Regions from separate parts of the Mus musculus genome. Here region 1 is linked to region 2. Evidence: chromatin contacts called from public HiChIP or PLAC-seq data. All regions are on one chromosome and are shown on one strand. The core of a region is the stretch at or near the end of the contact, and the rest is flanking DNA. Distances in the headings are between cores, read along the strand shown.

Evidence for each region. HiChIP or PLAC-seq counts read pairs in DNA pulled down with a chosen protein or histone mark.
Region 1: a contact with region 2 is called in an H3K27ac HiChIP or PLAC-seq map of embryonic stem cells, with 6 read pairs. The contact joins the promoter of Olfr1367 here to the promoter of Trim27 in region 2. A contact is called at or near these places in 3 of 39 promoter capture datasets (liver and second pharyngeal arch cranial neural crest), 1 of 484 Hi-C or Micro-C datasets (rod photoreceptor), 2 of 115 datasets of contacts at active chromatin or transcription factors (both in embryonic stem cells) and 1 of 9 other capture datasets (liver).

What each region holds. Positions count from the first base shown.
Region 1 is chr13:21,344,326-21,349,243 of GRCm38.p6, reverse strand. It overlaps Olfr1367 (olfactory receptor 1367), which reads right to left and starts at 2,314. Exons shown (of 1, transcript NM_146533.1): 1 at 1,364-2,314. The coding sequence starts at 2,314. The coding sequence ends at 1,364.
Region 2 is chr13:21,177,747-21,182,849 of GRCm38.p6, reverse strand. It overlaps Trim27 (tripartite motif-containing 27), which reads right to left and starts at 2,919. Exons shown (of 8, transcript NM_009054.3): 1 at 1,936-2,919; 2 at 771-866. The coding sequence starts at 2,355.

The DNA of each region.
Region 1 (4,918 bases), core at 1,065-3,564, 170 kb before region 2:
ATTGGGATTCCATCTGTGAGCCACCAAATCTGGCATGATAGTGAAATTTTAAAAGACAATATTTAGCTTTAAGATTCATGTTTCAGGTTAGAATAGATAGTGGGTTTCATTATGCCGTATGTTCTGTGGGGTGGACAAAGAATTGTGCATCCTAGAAAGATGCACCCAAAGAAAGCAAAGGAGACTGGACAGTGAAGTAACAGAAGAAGATGCAGGAGACACAAGAGGCAAAGGCCATGGAGATAAAAGAGCAGAAAGAACAAACTTTATTAAGATGGGCAAACAGCTGTCATCAAGGGGCTGGGAGGGTTCCCAGAGGTGGAACCAACTAAGGGCTCTGGCTGGGACTTTCAGTAGGTTCCCTGCTCCCTCATTAGATCTGCTCATTTACCTGACTGCATCTGCTGACCACATTAACCACACACCCACAAAGCCATTTTTTTAATTGCAGGAATATTGCTCCCTGTAGAATTTAAAAAGGCAAATAGTTCCTCTCCATCCCTTCAAAGCACCTCTCTCTATATCTTCACTCTGCAATAGCAGTGTGGCTGTGTAACACTGACTGGACTGTGGTATCTGTCAGGTCCCAAAGACATCCTCTGCACATTGTTCAGTTGTGAGTCTCTGTGTTAATTACTGCAAGAAGAAGCTTCTCTGATGAGAGTTGAGCAAATGGGCATAGCACTATGTTATTGATACCCCTGTAATGCTGTGTTCACTCAGCATAGTAATAGTGGTAGGTTTTCTCTTAAGCCTATGATCTATCCAGTAGCAGATTCTTGATCTCATTAATAGTGTCAGGTGTGGGCTCCATCATGGAGCAAGGCCTTAAATCTAATTTAAAAAAAAAAAATAGTTGGTTACTCCTATTAGTGCCACTACTGCACCAGTGTACTTTTACAGGTCGTTGCTGCTGTAGATTGCAGGTTTTATAGCCTGGTGACATTGATTACTTTTCTCCTCCTGTAGTGTGTCTAGGACCTTCTAACAGTGAAGCTTCTAGTTTGGTGCCAGATCAATTTTTCATGCTCTATGATATACTTAAGTGACATCATCACTAACAGGGCCTTACCAAGGATAACCAATAGCCTTAACAATTACTTGTGGTGTTTGAGTCAGTCTAGGGACCCCTTTGGTCAACAACTCATTGAGATGTAACCCATCCCTGGCACTGGAGGTGTGAGGGTGGCTTTGATGTAAAAATTTAAGTTGGGTGTGGTGATATACACCTGTAATCCAAGCACTCTAGAAGCTGCAGTATGAGATCACAAATTTTAGGTCAACAGTTCCCTCCTTCAGACAAAACAGATTGATGTTTCACATTATTGTTGGACCTTTCCAATTAAGAATAAAGAAACACTTTTCATATCCCCTTAGTTGAAATGGCCTTCCTCAGAAGTCTCTTCAAAGCTCCTATGACATCTTTGTTCCTCAGAGTATAGATGAATGGATTAGCCATGGGAGTGATGACACAGTAAAACAGAGTCAAGACCTTGATAAGGTCTTGGGAGCCATCCTCTGAGGGTTGCATGTAGATGTAGATCCCTGGTCCATAAAATAAAGACACCACCAGCAGGTGCGATGAGCAAGTGTTGAAAGCCTTGAGCCTCCCTGCCGCAGAAGGCATTCGAAATACAGTTTGAGCAATGTAACTATATGATACAAGTATCATGGAGAGGGGACCCATTATGAAGAATGTGGCCACCACTGCTAAAGTAACCTCATTGACTGTGGTGTCCCCACAAGACATCTTAATAAGCCCAGGCAGCTCACAGAAGAAGTGGTCAAGCATCCGATTCCCACACAGGGGCAACTGTATGGTAAGTGTAGACTGTAGTAGTGAGTTAGCCAGGCCAGTGAGCCAAGCAGCACCAGACAGCTGCAGACAGAGCCTGTGGTCCATAATGACAGAGTACCTCAGAGGCTTGCACACAGCCACATAGCGATCTAAGGCCATGATACCAAGAAGAACACATTCAGTACAGCCTAACCAATGAAACACATAGGCCTGGGCCATGCAGCCTATGTAAGTGATGTTCTTGTTGGGTCCCTGTAAGTTAAACAACATTTGAGGGACAGTCGTAGTGGTAAAACAGAGATCCAAAAATGAAAGGCTGGTAAGGAAGAAATACATGGGACTTTGGAGCTGGGAATCGAGCTGAGAAACCAAAATAATAGCAATGTTTCCCAGCAATGTGAACATGTAGGAGGTCAGGAGGACAAAGAAGAGAGGGAGATCCAGCCATGGGTACTTGGTAAAGCCCATAAGAATGAAATCTTCTGGGAAATCTGCACTGATGCGATTCACTGACATTTCAAAGGAAAGGGGCCTGATAAAATCAAGGAGGAAAAGGATGATTTTAAAAAATTACAACTAGGCAAAAATTATGAAGGTACTAGAAAAAAATACACTTATTTTTTCCTAGGGAAAGAGCTGGTATATGCCATCCATAGAAATCACATCAATGGTGATATAAAACAATAATTCATAGGTAACATTTCAAAAGTCTGGAAAACTCTTCCTGGGGACAAAGTTGTTCTATATAATGCCTGCTTTCCTCTCCTTACTCCCTTTTAAGGAGAAATTTCTCATTGAGGCATCTGAAACACATGAACAAATCAGGATTCAGGCAAAGTGGTAGCTCCTTTCTCCTCACTTCTTAGAGTTAGAACAACTTGTCAGTAGAAAAAAAAAATTTTGAGAAAAGTATATACTTCAGTATTCCAACAGAATGTCATTCCAAAAAGGATGACATTGTAAAAATGTTAAAACTAGTGGCTTTAACTAGTTAAAACCCCTGACTGAGCCAGTGACTGAGAGCATGAGAATTATCAGGAAATGTGAGAGATAAGTAAGAATGTTGGTTTTTATTTTTCCACTGCAAGCTCATGGTATTACATTTTAAAAATCTTGACTATGTGCCTTTAATAAAATGGAAAAGAGCAAAGACTAGAAAGTGTCAATACTTATAAATGAAGCGCACACACGTGTTTGAAGTAATGAAAACACAACAGTTTACCTGCAGGAAAGAATTATTGTAACACCAAAATTTTAGGACAGTGAAACTACTCCATCGCTTCTGTGCTTCCAGCTCTCTGTAATGATGGGCACATGCCAAGGTGAGCTTGTCCAAATGGACAGGATGTACAGTGTTAAAGGTTAATTCCAATGTCAATTCTGGATTTGGAGTAATCAATCCATCCGTATTGGCTCACCGATCACAACCAACGGTCCTGTGGGTTGGGAAAAAGGAAAAACTACACATGCAGGGAGGGCAGGGGATTATGGGAAATCTCTGTACCTTTGCTCAACTTTTCTATTAACCTAAAATGTCTCTAAAATAAATGTTAAAGAAAACATTCTACTTGCCCATTGAGAAGGTTTTCATGATAAATAAAAAAGGATTCTTCTTATAACATGCTCAATGTGCATAAAAAGCTTAGAGTCACTTAAAAGATAAGCCGAAGGAAAAAGGATAATATATTTGAAAATTAACATAGATATTTCCTAGTTTAGGATAGAGATTTAGATACCACATGTTGGGATTAATCCTAAGAAACTTTAGCCAAAGAAATTACATGTGAAGTTATCGTGACAAGAGAAATGTGTTTCAGTTTACTGGACGAGTCTATGGAAGTTGTTTTAATTGTTTTGTTACATCAACAAAACCTGGTTTTGAAGTGACAGACCTGAATGGTGTTGCTAGAATCCCTGTGATGTGTGATAGAAGACCATGGGAGGATTGCAGAACATTTTCCTGTCGATTAATCATAATGGACAGGTAATGAGGACAGGGCTACCACAACCCATAGCTCAGTGATTCCCTAAAGAAGAGCTTTATACACAGTCGTGATTGTTCCCGAAAACACCAGGCAGTATGAGTGATGAGTGAGAAAACTGTTTTTATTTTTCCACTGAGAGCTCATGGTATCAGATTTTTAAAATCTTGACTATGGGCCTTTAATAAAATGAAAAATAGCAAGGACTAGAAAGTGTTAATGCTTATAAATGATGGCCACAGACGTCAGAAGCACACACCCGTGTTTGAAGTAATGAAAACACAGCAGTTTCCTGCAGGGAAGGGAAGGGTTTGAGGGAAGCACGCTTAATTTTATGGCTGAGTTTAGCAACCTGATAAATGTACATGTGTAGATAGCATTATCACAGGTTATAGTGGGAAACCATGTTGAAAACTCAACTCAAGACCACAATGTGCAAAACCTTGATCACTATGTTAAATGCACTGACCAAACAAATGTGTTTCAGGACAAGAGTGGAGTAGCTCTTAAGAACACTTACTACAGAGGACGATGAGGAATGATAGGAGAGAAGAGATGGGAAGCTGGGGGTGAGGTGAGGGCAACCTGCACAGGGATAGCGTTAGCGGGCCAGGCAGTGGTGACAAACAGGAGCAAGGCATGGCTGTACGACAGAGGAGCTAGAAACCCAAACTTTAATCCAAGATGCTAGGAGTTGGGAAATGGAATGGACGGAAAGAGAAGGGCATTGGTGTGAACATTGTATGGGATACATAGCTTAAATCACAAATATCTTTACAAGGCAAATTTTAAGTTTGGCATGCAAGAATCAGCTTGAGTGAGTCTCCTGGGGTCTTTTTGCTCTGGGTCAACTTAACCAGCTAGTGATTTGAGAAATCATGAAGTACCTGAACCTGTGTTTGGGATAGTTATAATGGCTTAATTACCAAGGCCAGGGACATATGGAGACAAAGACAATGACAAGGGACTGTGTCCAACCAGAGAAGATACAAGTTATTGAAGGGGACCAGGCATTTGCAAATAAAGTAGAGAAAAAGAATGGCATCCTGTCTTCTCAAAAGCATCCTCAAGCATTTGGACTTGTCCATTGTTCACACAATTTGATTCTTGAATTGATCTTCAATGTGTTATATTTTAA
Region 2 (5,103 bases), core at 1,670-4,169:
TTCTAAATAAGTGGTCAGCAAGATGGCTCTAGAGCAGTCAAGAAAGATTTTACTTGAATCCAGCCAAACCTACTCATTTATGTATTACACACGGCTGTTTTTGACATGCACTAACTGGGGTGCTGTGATTCGGCTTGTGTAAACTAACAAAGCAAAACTACTTACTACTGGCTCTTTTCAGAAAGTTTGCTAAAACCTGACCTGAACTCAACTGCTCCAAGAGCCCTCTACTCAGACCTCTTTTAAGCTGGATAAGTCTTTCAAAGTCATAAAGCACACAATATAATCTTAGGTAACATTAAAGCTAAAAATAAATTCATGCAATGTATCCAAAGCAGTGTGACTTACACCCTGGCACAGGTGTTTCTTACTGCAGGCCACTTGGCAGCCTCGTCTCACTTCCACACACTGTCTCTGATTCAACCCAAAACACGTATTTCAAGGGAAGAAGCGGCAGCACTGGCTGCTGGAGATCCACAGGTTTCTTAGGTCTGACCTCTATTCCAACAGAAAGAAATTAAGGCCCGGAAAGCCTGCACCCACTCCACTTAAACTGGCTAGTGTCTGACCCAAGAAGCAGGCCCAGGGTTCGGGATTCCCAGGGGCTAGTTCTCTCTGGACAAACCTCCCAAAGCTGATAGGCTCTGCTTAGAGGCTTCTCACTACACCCCTGCCAAGGCCGAGAACTGTCAGGGATTTTCAGAGCAGTTCAGAAGCTTACTATCCTAATGCAATCAATTCCTCTGCAGGCTGGAGATCTGGACCCTTACCAAAAGCTCAGCTCGGGCCTGCTCCCCCTGTGCCCGCCGTCTCTTCTTCAAGTCTTTCACTCTTCTTAGGTGGTCCAGTCGGTTCTGGATTTGCTCCTGAAGAAAGTAAATAGTCGGCCAGTTCAAGATTTTGCAGATCTCAGCATCAGAATACTCTGCTTTTCACACATGAACCCAAACTACAGATGCCAAGGCCCCGCTGGACTCTCTTCTCAGACCATAATGCCACTCCTGGGAAGAGCCCAAAGCACAGGGGCCAGCAAGTGTGTTAGCAATTTGTTATTTAAACTCTAGCCACCTACCAGTTCCTAGAAGCGGTTACAAGACATCTGGGTAAGGAGGCTCAAAAGGTAAGCTATTTCTCAGATGAATACAGAAAAAAAAAAAAGATTTATTTTCCTCAAAGAATCAGTAAACATTACTAAATTACAACTTATCTCCAGCGAGTGAAATGATACAGGTGACAGCTTTGTAAACGTGACTGACATTTGGATGAACTCACACTTAAACAAATATATAACTCTGTTGGTATAGATCCCTGCAGCCCTCAAGATCATTATCACTTCAGAGCTACTTTATATGTAACGTTTTCGTACTACTGTGTAGCTGTGCCAGTGTTTATTCAACACTCCACAAAGGTCCTGTGAGTTCACTTCCCCTTCACAATAAGCCATCTCCCGAGTCTGAGAGTGGCTAAATGATTTACTTAAGCAGTAAAAAGCTCTGTTCATTTCCATTCAGTTCTAAAACAGGTTTACAGGGAAGTGCTGGGGACACAGATTAAGTGATGGGCACTGCTCGATGTGAATTCAGCCAGCCAACAGTGACTGTCTGGCTTGGTATCCTGGGTCAGAGCGAGTTCGAGGCGTTCAAGGCCTATGGAAGTGTACTTGGCTCCATGTGCATCTCCTTTGTCAAGGGAGGGTCTCCTCGCGCCGTCCCAGTCGCGGCACGCGTAGAGGCGGTTAGCAGGGGCGCTCGGGGTGGGGGTGGGGGTGCTCCTGGCCTCGCCAGCTACAGGTTCTCCTTCCCAGTCTGAGTGCGGAGGCTCCGCAGCCGACAGGGAGGAAATGACGGCGGTGGGCCCCACGTCCGGCTCGCCATTTTCTCGGTATCAAACCAGGAAGCCCCCGGCTCGCCCCTTTGTCCGCCGGCCCGGCCCTACCTTGAAGCCCTCCACCGCCTCCTCCAGGGGCAGCACGCTGTGGCCGCGGTGCTCGCGCGAGCGGTCGCACACCACGCAGATGGGCATCTGGTCCTGCTCGCAGTACAGCTTCAGAGGCTCCCGGTGCTTCTCGCACACGCCCATCTCGCCGCCGGGCCCCGACGGCCGCTCGGTGCGCAGCTGCTTCACCAGCTGGGTCACGTTGGCCAGGTGCCGGTTGGGTCGCATGTGGCGCTGCGGGAAGGTCTCCCGGCACTGCGGACACGACACGTTAGTCTCCGCGGCACCCCAGCAGCGGGCCAGGCACGCGCAACAGATGTTGTGGCCGCAGTCGAGCATCATAGGCTCCACGAAGTACTGAAGGCACACGGGGCAGGTGGTCTCCTGCTGCAGGCACTCGGCCACGCTCCCGGAGGCCATGGCGCGGGCCGGCTGGGCCGCAGGGCATGAGCCCGGAGCCGAGCTCTGTCGGAGCTCAGCGCGCTCGCTCCGCTTCTCGGCTCCGGAGCGGGGCGGGGCCTCCGGCGCGGGGATCGCAGACGCGCGCGGAGCTCTCGGGCGGCCAGACCCGTCCCCGCACAGCTGCTCCTCACCGACAGCACGGGGAGGAGGCCTGGGCCCCGGAGCCCGGCTGAGAGCCGAGCCGAGGGGAGTCGGGAACCGGGCGCCGCGGGCTGGCTCACCGGGCAACGTGGCCGCGTCGGAAGGGGTCCCGCGGCCGCGCAGACTCCTCAGGGCCGAGCGGAAGAGGTGGGCCGGGGGCGGGGCCTGGCTTCCCGCGCCGCTCTGCTCTCTCGGGGCGGGAAAGCGGGTTTCCTCTGCACAGTCCTGGGTCCCCGGCACCCAGCCCGGGAGTCGGTCGTGGCTGTCGCGTGCAGTGGGAGCAGAGTGTCCCCTGGCAGTGGCGTCGGGTCACTCCAAGCGTCTGTGGGCCCGTAGTCTTCTGCTGAGTTTCCTCTTAGTGGCTAGGCCTCGGCTCCTTTAAAAGTAAGATGGCTTTGCATAAATGCCGGAAAGCTGGGCGGGGAGACCAGCTAGGCCCCTCCCAGTGTGACACACCCAGCTCCAGGCGTTAACAATCGCTAGAAAAGGGTTTAATCATCAGCAACTTTTCTCAGGGGCAGAAACGGAGAAGCCCAGTTCTATCTCCACCCTAAAGTAAATCGGTTTATCGTTCCGAGCCTCATTTTCTTCTCGTGTGAAATGGGGACCGATCGAATCCCGACCAGAGTGCTGACCAGACCATGAAGTCCTCCCCCATCTCCCTAGCTCTACCGTTACTAGGGAGCCACCCCACCGAGAGCCCGCTTGTGAGTCCCTAACTTCTTCTCAGGCTCCTCAGGTGCCCAGTGTCTCACTTCCTCAAGTGAGTAGCCAGACCCGACGTGTCAAAGGGCTGCCTGGCGACACACTTCTCTCTCGTCTTCCCTGCCACCTGCTGAGGAACCTACGTGGCTGTGGGTTCCTATGAGACCCTCGAAGAAACAACCCGGATTCTGCCACGTGGGCCTCATTCTCAGAACACTCCCCCACCCCCACCCCCACCCCCACCCCTCACCTCCAGCCTGGGCCCTGCGGCGCTGGGGCCAAAAATTCTGATTGTCCACTGTAGTGTTGTCCTTCTGCCCATGACGTTAATAACTCTTCTAATAAGTTCTTACTCCCAGCAATCTAGTTCAGTGCCCTCCTTGAGCTCCCATACCCTATTGCTTTCAGGAATTTTCCCCATCAAGGAGTTACACCTTTTTAAACAAACAAACAAACAAACAAACAAACCACAGCTTGAGCATAAAGATCTTTATCCGCTAGTTTAAATGAAGCACCCAGTACATCGAATGACATTGAGTAGAACCTAAAACTTGCTTGTTTCTGCCCAATCGAGAGTCCTGTGATGACCGGAGGAGGTCTTGTAGCCTGGTTTCTTATCACAGAATAGGTTTTCAGTTCTGTGCGCTGTCACTTATGCCATGGCCTTTCCTACTCTCCTTTGGGATTGACTCCGTGCCTGCCCTTGTGTTTGAGCAACAGGGAATTTCTGTATCCAGGCCATCACTTCACTGGATTCTGCTTGATTCTTCCCTATGGGACAAGAAATCCGAGGTACTTAACAAGTCTCGCTCATCCAAACCTCCATTCTCCCCACCTGCTCTTTGAAACTCCAGGCTCAAAACAACTCAGCACACTTCCAGTAAATGGTAGAATATTTGTCCTAGGCTACACTGTAGTCTACTCTGCTACAAAACTGAAGTTGAAAGGAATTGAAAGTGCCAGTCTTACTCCAGAAGGAAGAATTCAGTTTTGCAAGCCGGTGTAGAACTATGAAAAATGCAGGTGGCAGATATGTGTTCTTAGGTCATCAGTGCGGCTCTGGATTTTAGCTTTGTCATCCAGGGCTCATGCGGTCTCTGCTTTCCTAACCTCAAGGCAGATGGCCTGGACAAGCCAGGTAAGTAGGGCAAGGTGGAGGAAGTAGGGGAAAGGAAGCGCTCCCCCTTCCAGGATTGCTACAGGCTCCCTCCTTTCTCAAGCGATAACTGTTTTCTCTTTCTCCACTAATTTAGTAGGCTTGTCATGAGCTTTATGGCTGAGTTGCCTACTCATTTCCAGTGTTTTCAGTGTTAGAGCTCGAACCCAGGACGTTAAGCTAGGCAAGTGCTCGTCTCAGACCCATCCACGCAGTTTTTGTGTTTGTTCCTCCACCTTGGCCTAAATTATTGCAATACCTTATCTGTTTGCAAATGACTTGGAAATGATTCAGTAGTTAGATGAATGAAATTGCTGCTATGAATTTTTTTTTAATCAACTATAGTTGTCAGAGAAACCCTGCTGCTAAGGTTGATATCTGACATTACCAAAAACCACTGAGCTTGGTACAAAATGGTGGACTCCCTTTGTCAGCAGGGCTTCTTCTTCTCTGACCTTGTCTGGAGAGCTTAGAAATGCCCTCCTCCCCCTTACCATCTACCTGAAGAACTGCACGTAGCAGTGGTGAGATTACAGGTTCTCCTTCCTCCACGTAAAAACCTGTCCAGCAAGCACCTGAGATTCCTGGAATGCCTCCCTAGGCTAATGAGGCATCTCTACCTAGCCTTCAGCCAGTGACCTTTGTCCACCCTGGAGATCCCTACTTCCTTCTGCAACGATAGAGAGCCCTTGGTTCCCCTGAAT